2 separate regions of the Mus musculus genome follow, and region 2 is linked to region 1. A link is a contact called in public Hi-C data. All regions are on one chromosome and are shown on one strand. The core of a region is the stretch at or near the end of the contact, and the rest is flanking DNA. Distances in the headings are between cores, read along the strand shown.

Region 1 (3,399 bases), core at 391-2,890:
TTTGACCCATAACTTTCTGTTTTTCTGTGTTATGAGCATGTCCTAAGGGCAGAGAAGGCATTAAAGACTGGAGGTACACACCTCTTGGCACCCAGGAATCAGAGCAAAAGACAGAAAAACTGGGACAGCATATATCCTTCAAAGATACCTACTTCACCCAACTGTGTCTCATCTCTGAAATTTCTGACACCTTCTCATGATTCCACAAAATAAACAAAGTAATTCACTGGTTGCGTTGGAGCCCTAGTGATGCAATAACTTCCCAACGATCCATTGTCTGGCAGACATGCCTTTAACACTTGAGGTTTTGAAGGACATTTCAGATAGAAACCATAACTGGTTCTCTGTTGCCTGTGGGGACAGTCAAGTTTACTAAACCTGGAACTCCCAAGTGTTTTTCATGTTCTATTGCTTCAGTGTACTCACTGCCCCTGTTATATTAATGATAACCATAAACATGCCTGAGGCAGCTGCCACTAACTGCTTTCCTACAGCTACATTGTGAGGTCTGTATTTTGGCCTTTGGTTTTGTCTATGAGAAACACAGTTTTTGTCCATACCACAGTGTAAGTTTGAGAGGCTCCATGAGCCTCTGTCACACTCTGTCACACCCCCTGGCACATGTCATGCCTTCCTCTGATGGCAGAGAGGACTTGGGTGTAACTGACCATTATATTATTGACTGCATAACAGAAATTCAGATAATTTCAGTAATAAGGCAAGCGTGCAATCTTTTCAATTTTGGAGTTAGATGGTTACAATCACTTGGTCACTCAATAACGTCATTAAAAACTTAGGTTTTTCCTGTCTCCCCCATCGTCCCACTTAGTATAACTTCCTCAAGTAGATTTAAAACATCTATAAAAACTCTGTGGGTAACATGTTGATACCATCAGTGGCTGATAAGAAATTTGGTGGGTTTTATTTCTTCTTAAGAGCAAGGAAACCTTCACTGAAATCTGCCTATTAGTTCTTCTTGTATGTACTTTTGTCCAAAATTATGTTATGTGCCTGTTCCTAAACCAGTCACTGGCAAGGGTAACACAATATCTGTGCCTGGATCACAACAGTATTCCCTCTAATGGAGGGTGTACCCACGCAAAAATCAAAGGGGACTTAGTTTGAAGAAATGGTGAAAATGAGGGGCTATGGTAGGCTGAGCTTCTAACCTTTTTTCAATAAGCCACATCCTTTCCATTTATACAATAATTAATTATTTCTCTGTCTAGTTTCCCTTATTAAATTCAAACCTCCTGGAAGATGGGCTTTTGCTTGATGATGAAAGTTATGTTTCAGATTTCAATACACCTGTTTTGAAATTGAAGCAACAAACTCATACCAGGAGTTTAGCCCGAATTTTCTTGATTTCAACACTCAAAGCCCCATCTACACCCTCAGAAACCCTGAGCAAACCAGCACAATTGGTCACTTCTGTTGAAATCGCATGTGTGCCCGTTAATGCAAATGCTGGGAGTCTACTCACTTAATCCCCCAGTGTTTCATTCAAGAACTACTTCTTGAATGTCCATCGAACACGTGCCAAGCACTATTCAGAAAGTTCTTGTTTTTCTGAACATTCTGACATTGCATTAGCTCTCTCATTTCCCACAATCATGCTGAAAGTGCCCTTGGATGGCCTTGTACATGACCTTCTTCCTGCACCCCATCACTCACAAGCAACGTCAGAGGAAGCCTAGCCACCTGACGAATGGTGCTTGGGAAATCCCCAGGAGTTTTCAGACGCTGTTGCTGGCCTGAAAACCAAAACACCCATAAAAACAGCCAAGGGTCCTGATCTGCTCAGAGAACATGCTGTTCTCTCCTGTTTGTAAGACCATTTCTTGGACAAGCAGCTGCTCTGTTTGCTATATTTGCTGGACTTTTGGCCCTACACAGTCACTATGAGGCAAGGCACATCTCAGACAACGAGCCAGGGAAATGAGGTAATTGTGGCTTTCGATGAATGCTATTTCTGTCTCCTAGGCAATGCTGGCTGGGATATGGAGAACAAGAGGTAGTGTATGTGACACGTTATGGTTCTCTCCACTAAATGGAGATAGATAACACAGGAGTGTGAAAGTCCCCCCTACTAGCCAATTCTCTGAATGATGAATAAATGCAAAGAGGCAACCCTGTTCTCAGTCAAGACCTGCTCCAAGAGGAATATTTCCTTCCCACTGCAGACACTGAGTACAGTGGCCAAAGTGATTCTTTGTAGATTTGACTTCATATAGCCTTATGGAATCTAATCTATGAACCAATCATGGTGTTGGTGTGTGTGTGTGTGTGTGTGTGTGTGTGTGTGCGTGTGCATGCTTTATAAGACCTTTCATAAACAAGAACCAATTATACTGACAGTAAAAAACAGCAAACTGTAAGTCAACATGAAAGAAACCCTGATCACATAAGTGCTATATAAAGGCATGTGTGAGATAAAGTATCTTCCTTACAGCTAGAGATAGTTATATCATTTCTAGGAACTCAATCTGGTACTTCCACAAGTATCAGGTACACACTTGGTATATAGACATTATATGCAAGCAAAACAGGAAATAAACACAAAATAAACAGTAAGTAAACATTTAAAAACAGAAATTTGTCTAGTATGAACTTTCCACAATCTATGGGATCATACATGAGTTAAGAATTATAAAAGGTAGGATTTTGGAATCAGAGTTCTACTGAAGGCTATTGTATTTTCATCTTGGAGACCTTTGGCATCCATTTAATCTTTTCTAGCTTTTTTATGAGCAAACTGGAGATGGATGCTATATGTGACTTTTCACACAGAACTATGAGAAACAAAGCATATGAAGACCATAGCAGAGTGGCTGATGGTCAATACATACAAGCTCTGTAATTGATCATTGCGCATTATAATTGGAAGTTACTATTTATAGACTATCAGCTACTGAGAAGCCTTTTATACTCTATCCTTAAGGAGTAAACTAATCTAGAAACCACTGGTTTCAAATCAGATACTCCTATATTTATAAACATGTCTGCAGGTTGGTTCATAGTGTTATTGCACAACAGTCTTTGTTATCCTGGGAAAGTAACAGTACTGTGTATTATGTACTATTCAGAAAACCTAGTGAAATTTCCTAGCTTCAATTGTGCCTGCAGTTTAGACTTGAGTTCCTTGCTCTGCTTTCTGTATGCCCTGACTTCTATATGTTCCTCTTTACCTACCTTCATTGTTGTTTTTTTTCTTTTCTTTTCATTGCTGAGCAATATAATTCTCTCTTTTACCATCTAGCCTCTAACTTGCCCTAAAGGCATCTTTCATCTTCCACTAAAAGCAACCACTCAAACTATTTTGATTGACAAAGCAATTCATACCTTGGGGAAATTTTTGTGTTATCAATTAGGTTAACACACACAGTATTTTCTTTTCCA
Region 2 (3,654 bases), core at 673-3,172, 530 kb before region 1:
GTTCCCTGAAGGGGACTTCGGTAAATGGGAGAGTCGGTGCAGTGTTCAGAAAGGTTTATGCCAAGGCAAAACAGCCGCAGACTGCCTGAGAGCGGTGTGTAAGGGGTGGGATCACGAAACCCTCTACTCGCTCCCAGGTTGCAGCGAAGGGGGAACCCCTAATATAGCTTTAAGGCGTCCCAGGACACGGCAAGGTTGTTTATGCAGTGAGGGAATCTCCCAGACAGAAGAGGCAAAACTTTCCTTCTCTCCTGCGCCGCCCCCTCCACCACCCCTCGTTTTATTAAAGGCATTTCCACAGATTCATTTAGAAGGGAAAATGAATGTTGAGGCGTTTGGAAGGTTTGCAGCCCTCGCAAAGTGTCCGGTTTCACTATGGGCTTTGCTGTGGAGCAGCGAAGGGGAGAGAGGGAGGGTGAGGAGGGAGATCTTAAATCTAGTATGGGCTCATAAAAGTCCCCAAAGAGAAAAGCGCCCCATTTCTCAGCCGAGTCTGGGGTAGGCTGTCAGAGGTGCGCTAAGAAGGTCTGACCCAGCGGTGAATGACAGGCAACGGGCTTTAAAAGCAAGGACCCAGAGAGGCAGTGTGGGTGGCTATGGTGGTGGTGGTGGTTCCCAGAGGCAAGCTTCGGGCAGAGAGCAACTTTGGGGTAGTTATAGGACTTCTAAGTCTGGCAATCAAAACTACCTGCCCCATGCCTACTTTGAGGGTAGCCAGGCTACTGGAGAATTGCGTCTATGGAAAAGTAAAGAGAAATGAACCGTTTCCTACACTTCTTTCACACGCAACCCATCTGGGTCCTGTACCCTTTTCTCCCATACCCGGACAGAGTCTCTCTGTACATCCCCAGCACCACTTAAGTATTCTGGGTTCCCGGGGGATCAGCTATATCCCTAGCTCCTGGTCTTGGACCGGCGAGGAGCTCCCGAGTGCAGCTCCCCAGAGGCCGGGCAGCATCCTTTCTCAGCGCGCCCATTCCGCAGATGGGTTAAAGAGAGTCTCTCTTCCTTACTCCCTGTGCTGCTCCCGGGACGGCTCCCGCAGACCCACCCGCCACCTGCACCCCAGACATCCGCAAGAACCCAGGAGGGGCCTGCAGAGACCCGCAGGGTGGTCCGCCAGACAGGGGGGACCCCTTTCTCCTTACCTGTGATCACTGCTGGAGACTTCTGGCCACCCTCGGCTCGCAGCCACACTTGCAGTGTAAAGGCGTCGCGGGGTAGCTCCAGGTCGGCCCGGAGGCGCAGCTGCTCCCCTCGCCCGCTGAAATAGAGCGCCCGGCTAGGCGGGCTCGGCTCCTCGGCGCCCCTCGCCGCCCGCTGCTGCCGCCGCCGGGGGACGCGCACGGCTTCCCAGGCACCGCCCGGAGGCGGCGGCGGCGAGGCGCGGCGACCGCGGGCCGCCCGGGTGGCGCAGGTGGCCGGTCCAGCGGCGGGGCGCGGGGGGCGCACGGCCCGAGGGTCTCTTCGGACCCGGCGGGGGCGCTCGGCCAGCCCGCAGCCCAGCGCGGCGCTCAGCAGCCCCAGGCGCAGCACCCAACTCCAGAGCCGCATGTCCGACGGTCCCCCCCGCCCCCCCTGCGCCCCTGCACCGCCGCCCGGAGCTGCCAGCTTTAGCTCGCACTACTATTTGCCTCCTTTCTCGTGCGAGCCCCCCTTCCACTTGCTTTTTTCTTTTCTTTCTCGCTTTCCTCCTCAAGGTGTGTGCTCCACTCCCCCCACCTTTCAAAAATACAGTCCAACTCCTCCTGGTTGGCAATTAATTTCTCTCCCCGCTCCTTTATCTGCCTTATCCCCCCTTCTAACAGCTGGATGCCTTCCTCCTTGTTTTATTTCATTTTATTTTATATATTTCTAGCTCTTAAAAAAAATCTCCTCTAACACACTGGTCGGCTGAATTCCCTCCCTCCCCCCAAGATGCTCTCATTTATTTATTTTTTGCGTCCTTTATAACACAAGCCACAGCCCCCTTCTCCCCCCCGCCCCCTCCCCTCCCTCCTTCTTCACGAAATGAAAGGAAAGAGGGGGAAAAAATCCCTTAGAAGACGAGTAAACAAGCGTGTGCTAATCTGTTCGCCAGCACTCCACCTTCCCAATTGAATGAGTCCCTGTTCAAACTGCGGGGATCATGACCAATCAATCGGTTTGGAGAGGCCGATCCACCCAGCCTTCCTCTACTTTGCCGTTTGTCTCCTTTCCTTCGGTTCAGCTTCTCCACCCCCTCTTTCTTCTTCTACTTCTTCTGTTTTTAAGAAGACAATCTTAAAGTAACAATTTAATGAAATTCTGTACACACCCCCTTACGGTCCTCCCTGCTCTTCGCATTCCGACTCAAAACACACGTTCTGGTTTGTTTTGTTTTGCTTTGCTCCCTTTACCCCCGCCCCTTATTTTTATTTTTTATTTTGCCTCGTGGCGGGAGAGAAAAATCTGTCTTTCAGGGTCTCATTTGCCCTTTGCTGTTACATGTCTCTCTTTTCACAATACACAAAGCGTTGAAACTTGATTTTCAGATTCTTTTTCATCTTCTCTGCCTCCCTCCCTCTTTCTTTCATTCTCCCACTTTTCTTCTTGTTCTCTGTCCCCCTCCCTTCACCTCCCTCTCCCATTTTTCTCCTCCTTGCTCTCTCTGTCTCTTTTGCCTTTCTCCTTCTCCTCTCACCACATTTTCTTAAAGTTATACTGTAGTAAGTTGGTTCTCTCTTCCCTGAGACCCCAATGCTAACCTTCGCGCTTCAGCATACCAAAGTCAATTCCCAAATCCGTATAGATTGAACAGAGCATCAGAGAACTGTTTGCAGGGCATCTCCCTTGGAGATACAGTGGACCAGTGCTATGTCCCCCATCATTGCCCCTGAACAATCCTACATCATTCAGTTGACTGTTAGATATACTTTTTGTTGAATATAAATGGTAGGAAAATATGAATTTACCCAATTTCAGCTTAAAAACAATCCAAGTTCTCCTAATGTTGGCCAAGCACAGGTAAGCAGGTAACAGTCTGCTGCCCCTGTGGCTCTACGTTTTGAACTGAAATATATATATATATATATTCATTCCTTTCCCCCTCTTTATGGAACTCAAAAGCTCCCCCTTATGGCAAAACAGCTCTCTTTCCCTCGAGTGTTTAATAAGTCAAAATGGGTTAGCCATGGTGGTTTAAATTTATTAGTTCTTTGCTAGCCTGTCCAAATAGTATCTCTATAAAAAGATGTCATTCCAGGTAGAATTTATGGTGGAAAACTGAGGTGAAGTTGACGCTACTAATTATTGACTTGCTCTCCCGTGGTGTTCCTATCCTACGGGCTGTTCCAGATCCTTCCTCAGAGTTAGGATCTTTGCTACATGCTCCAGGGAGGAACAGAACCATCGGAGCATATTTGCTGGTAAACAGATAAAGATTTGTAAGATGACAGATGACTCAGATCTCCACCCACCCCACCCCCCATAAAAGCTGAAATGTGGTAAGCAGGAATCATGGCACTATTCTGCAAACCAGCTATCCCAGATTTCTGTCCTCCTGGTCAGGGAAGAACTTGCTATGTAGCATCAGGCTAAGAGTTCTGGAACTCAAGGTCTCTACGTATAAAGAGATGCCCATCTTCCATCCTCCATTCTATAGAGACCTGATGGAAAGAAAAAAAAAATACTGTG

The links. Hi-C and Micro-C count contacts between places; a contact is called where the count stands out from the background.
Region 2: a contact with region 1 is called in a Hi-C map of uterus, with 7 times the contacts expected there. The contact joins the promoter of Pappa here to the enhancer-like site in region 1. A contact is called at or near these places in 5 of 39 promoter capture datasets (the 3T3-L1 cell line, the C10 cell line, cranial neural crest and 1 more), 2 of 484 Hi-C or Micro-C datasets (both in uterus) and 3 of 115 datasets of contacts at active chromatin or transcription factors (astrocytes, embryonic fibroblasts and embryonic limb bud).

Annotation. Positions count from the first base shown.
Region 1 is chr4:64,593,657-64,597,055 of GRCm38.p6, reverse strand. No RefSeq gene overlaps it. Among named protein-coding and RNA genes, the nearest start is that of Gm23950, 150 kb to the right of the region's middle. Within about 2 kb of position 1,640, at least 35 of the 459 cell types and tissues checked have an H3K27ac peak or open chromatin away from gene starts, as enhancers often do.
Region 2 is chr4:65,122,442-65,126,095 of GRCm38.p6, reverse strand. It overlaps Pappa (pregnancy-associated plasma protein A), which reads right to left and starts at 1,922. Exons shown (of 22, transcript NM_021362.1): 1 at 1,149-1,922. The coding sequence starts at 1,554.